Regions from separate parts of the Rattus norvegicus genome. Here region 1 is linked to region 2. Evidence: chromatin contacts called from public Hi-C data. All regions are on one chromosome and are shown on one strand. The core of a region is the stretch at or near the end of the contact, and the rest is flanking DNA. Distances in the headings are between cores, read along the strand shown. Region 1 overlaps Unkl (unk like zinc finger). Region 2 holds the start of Unkl (unk like zinc finger).

What was found. A called contact is a pair of places that touch in the nucleus more often than the background predicts.
Region 1: a contact with region 2 is called in a Hi-C map of kidney, with 2.0 times the contacts expected there. The contact joins the enhancer-like site here to the promoter of Unkl in region 2. A contact is called at or near these places in 3 of 12 Hi-C or Micro-C datasets (the A7r5 cell line, kidney and liver).

The regions. Positions count from the first base shown.
Region 1 is chr10:14,743,227-14,746,562 of GRCr8, forward strand. All of the region lies in intron 10 of Unkl (unk like zinc finger), which reads left to right. Among named protein-coding and RNA genes, the nearest start is that of Gnptg, 17 kb to the right of the region's middle. Within about 2 kb of position 1,500, at least 61 of the 93 cell types and tissues checked have an H3K27ac peak or open chromatin away from gene starts, as enhancers often do. A contact at or near this core is called in kidney and liver, where this site is marked.
Region 2 is chr10:14,709,337-14,712,633 of GRCr8, forward strand. Unkl (unk like zinc finger) reads left to right here and starts at 1,291. Exons shown (of 15, transcript XM_063270091.1): 1 at 1,291-1,444; 2 at 2,385-2,594. The coding sequence starts at 1,368. It overlaps LOC120095050 (a long non-coding RNA gene), which reads right to left and starts at 2,459. Exons shown (of 2, transcript XR_005490059.2): 1 at 2,071-2,459; 2 at 1,012-1,957.

The sequences.
Region 1 (3,336 bases), core at 250-2,749, 34 kb after region 2:
GGGAATCTTAGAGCTGGAGATGTGCTGCAGAGGCTTCTGGGAAAGCACTGTGGGCGGGCTCAGCACCACAGCTGCCTAAGGAGGAATTGTGGGCTGCAGTGTGTGCCCTCAGTGCCTTTCCCACCTTGATCTCACTCAGGGTAGACTCTGTCTCTTCCATAAGTCACTGCATAATCTTGTGGCCAGTGTGATCTCCTCCACTGGGAGACCTGAGTTCCACGGGGGTCCTGTGTGGGTTTGTCTCGCTTTCTAAAGAACCCTCTAGAATTCAGGCTTATCCAGCATCAGGAGGCCATGGAGGCGGTAGGAAGCACCACTTCCCTGTCTCTGCTGTCGGATTCAGGGAGAGGGAGGGAAGTTTTGTGGGTGCTGAGTCTGAAAGATTATCACAGATGGACCCACGTCTGGATCTAGAGGCTGTCCTGCTGCAGGGGGTGCTTGCCCACCCTTCAAGACTCCTCGATACTCTGAGAATCCTGCTGGCCTCAGGACCTGCCAGCCTTCTGCTTCTGGTTTTATGTCGTGAAAGTAGCAATGGTGAGGAGGACATGGAGCAGAAGAGTGTTGAGGGGAAGTTAGACCCCAGCCCTGAGCAAGCGCCCAGGTGCCACGGACACTGAAAGAGTCAGGTGTTTCACACTGACTTAGCATAGCTCCAGTAATTCTCCTAGCCATTACCTAATGTGTGATGAACGGCCTCAGCCACACAGTCAGAAAGTTGGAAGATGCACTTTTTATTTGTTTTGCATGTCTGGGGACAGCACCCAAGGCCTCAGTCTGCTGGGTACCCATTTTTATTTACAGTTTATTGTACTTGCTGCTTCCTGGTTAAAATACTGAACATTCTTCACTGCAAATCCCCTGGACCCTGCTAGCTGAAGTCATATGTGAATCTAGTCATAGTACTGTTATCTCAGTGCTTGAGAAGCTGGGGCAGGAGGATGACTTTTATATCAGTACCCTTCCTGTCTCGAACCATTCTCTTCTGTAAGGTCCCCATCCTCAGCATTGCCTGACACAAGAAGTCAGTGGGCTCTCTTCCCTGTGATGCCAATCCGTGGCTCCTAGGCGTTCAGTCCTTGCCTCCATCTGACCCACATGCTCCAACCCCATGGGGTTGGCCCTCCCTCTTTTTTTTTTCCTTCCAGTTTTAGAGGGCTGGAGCTAGGGGGTGGGTAGACTTGAGGGCATTGTCTTTGTGGGGCAGTTTCCTTTCATTTAAATGAAGCCAAGTGCAGGGCCTGCACATTTAAGAGGTGCAGGGACAGCACCCTGGCTTCTAGTAGTCAGTGTGAGCCTGTCTCCAGTTCTTGACTACGGAGGACTCACCCTCCCCACCGCTCGCCCCGGCACTTCGCCCCCACCCCGCACCCTCTGCGCGCCCCGCCCCTCCCCCTCTTTGTGAGTCAGGCTTTCAGCCGAAACCTGTCTGCTCTTGCACACCTTGGCAGGCAGGGGGAGTGGCCTAGTGCTCCGGGGCAGGGTGCAAAGCGTGAGTGGGCGGGGCCAGCGGCTGGCGAAGGCGGAGCGCGAACCAGGCAGGTTTGAATCCTCAGTGACAGACAGCCGGCCGGGGCTGCGGAGGATATGAGTCAGCATTGACAGTGGCTGCGGCAGATCCCGGTCTCGCGTCAGCCCAGCACCAAGTTGTGGGTCGTCATTTCTCGGCGCTTTGGAACGAGCATGCGTCCTCCCTCCTTCCCAGGTGTGCGTCCTCCCCCACCTCCGGCGCGGGTTCCCCAGGGGTCCTGTACTTACATCCTCCCAGGTGGTGTTTCCCTTAGCGCTCATCTACTCAAGTGGTCCCCCCTTGACGCGCGTCTCCCTCTGAGATCATCCTGGTCGGCCAGCGTACCCCCAGGTGAAGCAACCCCAGGTGGTTTTCCTTGTAAGTGCACCTCTGCCCAGGTGAAGGTCTTGGTGCGCATCCCATCAGGTCATTTTCCTTCAAAATGCATGTCCATCGGGGTGCATGTTCCCCAGAAACCATGTACCTCTTTGACAGTGAGATCATGAGATCTGTGCTGAATTTTTCAGGCTGCAGAAGGAGATTAACTAATTTGCCTGCTTTTAATTTTTGTTGGTGCTGCTTACCCAGGGCCCTGTGGGCCCCTGCGGCTTGTGTTTCTTCTCCCTTGTGGACTGGTTCCCCCAGTTCCTCTAACTATCCCAGTTCAGAGTACAGACACAATGGTTGTTGGTGCTCCTCTGTTCAGTAACTGCAGATAGAGAAGGTTCCCATCCTGTGTGGCCTTTAAGTCCTTCTTGCACTCCGTGTGGTTTGTCACTTCATGTATCCCTGACCCTAGAGGACAGCAGCACCTTTTGAATGTGCTGTGTCATATTGGGAGCTGGTGATGCCTAGGACAATATGAGGTCTTTGCTGCTGCTGCTGAGGTCCAGGTGGCTTCGGGTCGTTTGGTGGAGCTTGTTCTGGGTCAGGAGGCACAACCTGGCCTTCAAACACTGCAGTTTATGTAAGGAGGAGGCTCACCTAGATTTCTGTCTTTTTCTGAGTTGGTTCTTCTTTTTAAGCACCATTCAGGAGTACCGGTGTAATCATCTGGAGCATTAGTGAGGTTGGAGAGAAGAGCCTGGTGGACTAGGGCGTGGGATGGGTGGGGTAGCCCCTTGACATCCTGGGCTCTGAATTAAGGTGGACAGGCCCAGAGGCTTCCCCAGACATCCCCTTTTTGTTGATATCTTGCTGGGCTCCAGGGTAGTGGCTCACACCCTGTGCTAAACTTCAGTAAGGGTTGATTGCAGTGCGGTCCTGAGCTGTATGTACTGTGTAATGTCGGGCCCCCTTAGCACCTCGGGCTCCGAGGGGTCACAGAGACCCCGACCACGGAAGACAGGTTCCCACTCCATGCCTTTCTTTGCCCCTTAGTTTTTCAAAACGAGTTTTTCCAACTTTACCAGGGGCACTAGAGCTGCAGAGCTGTCTCTCACTTAGCTTTCCCAGGCTTCAGGTTGGACTCCTGTGCTGGAAACAACAGAGGAGGGTAGGGCAGTTGCTTTATCCAAGGGTGGGAGCATATCCTCAGTCTGCCTACTTTGGCCTGCTCTGTTCAGATTAGAGGATCAGCACACAGGACTTGGAGACTGATGGGATCTGGAACTAGTGGGACATGCTCAGCAGTAGCTTATGAAGGAGTGTGGCCAGGAAAGACCCACCAGGAAGCTTGGCCACCTCACTGAGGGCCTCAGGCCTGAGAGGCTAGAACTCCATACCAGACAAGGCTATAGACTTGTTCCTGCAGGCTGTAGGCAGTTCAGGGATGGCCAGAGGATGGATGATGGGAGCCATGAAAACTAACCTGGGTCTTAGCTGGT
Region 2 (3,297 bases), core at 41-2,540:
TTTGATGGGTGGTAAGGGGCTTGAGGCACCTTCCCTCATGCCCACAGTAAAGGTGGTTCAGTTCCACCATCACTGCCATGTGCTCTGTCACACCTATGGAGCCACCTCTGCTGTCTGAAGGTTCCTTAGGTCGTCTCGTGTGTCACTCCAAGCTGGAGTTGGGGAGGGGGGCGGGATTGAACTAGTTTTCACTTTCCACTCCTCCACAGTCCGAGACTTGTTTATTCTTCTATAGATGTCCCTGTCTGCCCTTCCCTGCTCGCTCATTCTTCTGTTTGATCTTTGAAAAGACAGCGTTCCTGTTTGCTGGGACTAGTCTACAACTCATGTCCACATGCTTCACAACCACTAAAACAAGTCCTTTAAAATAAGTTAATTTCAGGGTTTGTGGGCCAGGGATAAAGCTCAGTGGTAGAGTGAGTGGCTAGCATGCACAGGCTCTGGGTTCTATCTCTAGCACTCAAACCAAACTCCCAAAAGTTGTCAACAATTCAAGTTGCCTACAAAATGTCCTATGAAGAAGTCAGTAATCCTACCAGCGAGTGTAATTTTACCTTATTAGTATTTTAAAATATAGCTTATAAAATAGAGCTTACAAATACAGCTCTATGCATATTTTAGATCGTGTTCGTGGAAATGGAATAGATTTTTTTTTTTTTGTAATCCTCCTTTCTGAACATTCCCCTCAGAACACTTTCCTCTCAGAACACTTTCAGCCCTGCTGCCCAGACTTTATCCCTCAGAGCACCCCGCTGTTGGCTGAGGAGCTGTGATCACTTTTCTTGCATTTACAATGTCTCATGCCACACAGTTACACACTAGTGAATGCTAGCCCTGGGTTCTCTCAATTTCATCCTAGCACTTCTGAGCCCCGCCCCCCACGTGCATTCAGCATTCTGTTGCTCCCAGATCACTCCGGTTCCTGATCACCCTGTACCTCCTTTACCCTTCTGGCAGCCTCATTGTGTTTTTTTGAAAAGTGGCTCAACAGAATTCACACTCGGGTCATCCTTAAATTTACACATTTAATACAGGGGCGACCATCCCCACAGTCTAATTATAGACGTTTTCCAGCTAAAAGAAACCTGTGTCCAACAACAGCCCAGGACCCAGAGGCCCTCATGGGGACTCTACACCAACGGGCGTGTCCCGCTTCACGCCTGTAACTTGCTGCCGTGGTGGGCCGGCAGATGCTGTGTGTCACCCCCGTCGTACAGCGCGCGTGGGCGAGGGGTCGACGGGGGCGTGGCCGGCGCGGCGTGCTTGGGGGTGTGGCCGGCGCGGCGGGGGGCGCAGGGGGCTCGGAGCGGGGGGGAGATCCGGGGGCGCCGGCGCGGCGCATGCGCGCTGCATTGTTTTGACTGAAAATGCCGTCGGTTTCGAAAGCTGCGGCGGCGGCGCTGAGCGGGTCCCCCCCGCAGACCGAGAAACCAACCCACTACAGGTCAGTGCCTGGGCTGCGGTCCGTGGCCTTCTGGGCGCTGCGGCGCAGAGCAGCGGCCCGCGCGCGCCACGGGCCCGGGTGTCGCCGCTGAGGGTGCGCCCCGCCCGCGCCCCCGCCGCCAGCCCTTGTGGGTCACGCCGTCAGGGCTCGGGACGCCGCCTAAGGTGGAGTGGCAGCGCCCAGGGTCTTCTGTGACCCCTGGGTTGGGGGCTGGACTTGCTCCTGGTCTCAGGCGACCCCACGCGCCAGACTGGAGTCTGGGAAACAGCGCCTGCGTTTGTAGCTCAGGGCCGCGCCTGGGCTGGAGGTGGGCGCACGGCCATCCGGACTCGGGCAGTCGCCGCCTGAGGTTGAGAGGCGGTGCCCGGGGTCTGGGGTGATCTCTGGGTTGGGGGCGGAGCCGCACCTAGAGTCCAGCGGCGGCCTGGGTTGTGAGCCTGGGGGTCGTTTCTGCGGCGCAGAAGAGGGGTTGCGCCTGGTGTGGGCGGGTGGCGCTTGCAGTCCATCTGGAACCTGTGAAGGCAGTCCAGCAGGAGTTGGGAGACCGGGACTGAGGATTCAGAGGTGGCTCCAGGGGTCAGGGACTAGAAGGGGGCGGAGAATAGAGTGTAGTTTTATGGAGTTACCTGGGATCAGAGTTGGGGGTGGCCTGCTAGGAGGAGTTCTATGCCTCGTGTCCGGGGAACCTTCCTTATCTGGGGACTGGGAAGTGGTATTTGGGGTCAGGGAGCGGAAAGTCTGTCTGGCTGTCTGGAGTCACCTGGCCTCCGAGTTGGGGAGTGACACCCGGAGTGCTTTGAAAAAAGGAGGGTACCGGTCCTTGGCAGTCAGATGGACTCGGGGTGGGGGTGGGGCTTCGCGTCTGGGACCCTGCCCCGCCGCATCCCAGGGGCCTCCAGCCGGCGGCGGCTGCGGCCCGCAACGCTGTTTGTCTTTTTAGGTATCTAAAGGAGTTTAGGACAGAGCAGTGCTCCCTGTTTTTGCAGCATAAGTGCAGCCAGCACAGGCCGTTCACCTGTTTCCATTGGCATTTCCTAAATCAGCGTCGGCGCAGACCGCTCCGACGACGCGATGGCACCTTCAACTACAGCCCGGACGTTTACTGTTCCAAGTACGATGAGGCCACCGGCCTGTGTCCCGACGGTGACGAGTAAGTGGGGCTCCGGTGGGTGGCTGCTCCTGGCCTTCCCTCAGGACTGGTGTTGACTCTGTGATCAACAGGTTTTTGAGGTTTCTGATTTTTGTTTTGAGACAGGGAGTCTTTATGTAGCCCTGGCTGTCCTGAAATACTGTATGTAGAGGCTGGCCCCGAACTTAGAGCAATACCTGTCTTGGCCCGTTAAAGTGATGGGATTAAAGGTGTACGCCACTGCACTGGTCTTCTTGATTCATTTTAACACCCACCACCTGTAGAGGGGAACCTTAGTTTTATTCAAGACTTCCAGGGGTCAGTAGAGTATGTGTGCTTGAGGGGTTCCCCCGTTTGTAAGCTAGTTTTCCTGAAAGATTATGTGTGTTGTAGGGAAGGATGTTTGGTAATTCAAACTGATTTTGATTCACTTCCCACCGTTATCCCATCCAATGCTCTACTTTAAAATGGGCCCACATTTTGCAGCTACCTGATTTAAAACGGTTTTGTGCGATCAATTCTAAATGTGTAATGTGTAACGTGTAAGCGTGGAATGTCTCCTTGCTGCTTCTCTATGTATTTTAAAGAAGATAGCAGAGCTGTTATCCTGAAAAGGATTTGTGAGATGACTTTGCTTTTTCTTATTAATAATAAGGTATTGAGTATGGACTAGAACCCGTGATCTTGCTTATGCAGACAAGGACTCTAACCCTGAGATACTCTC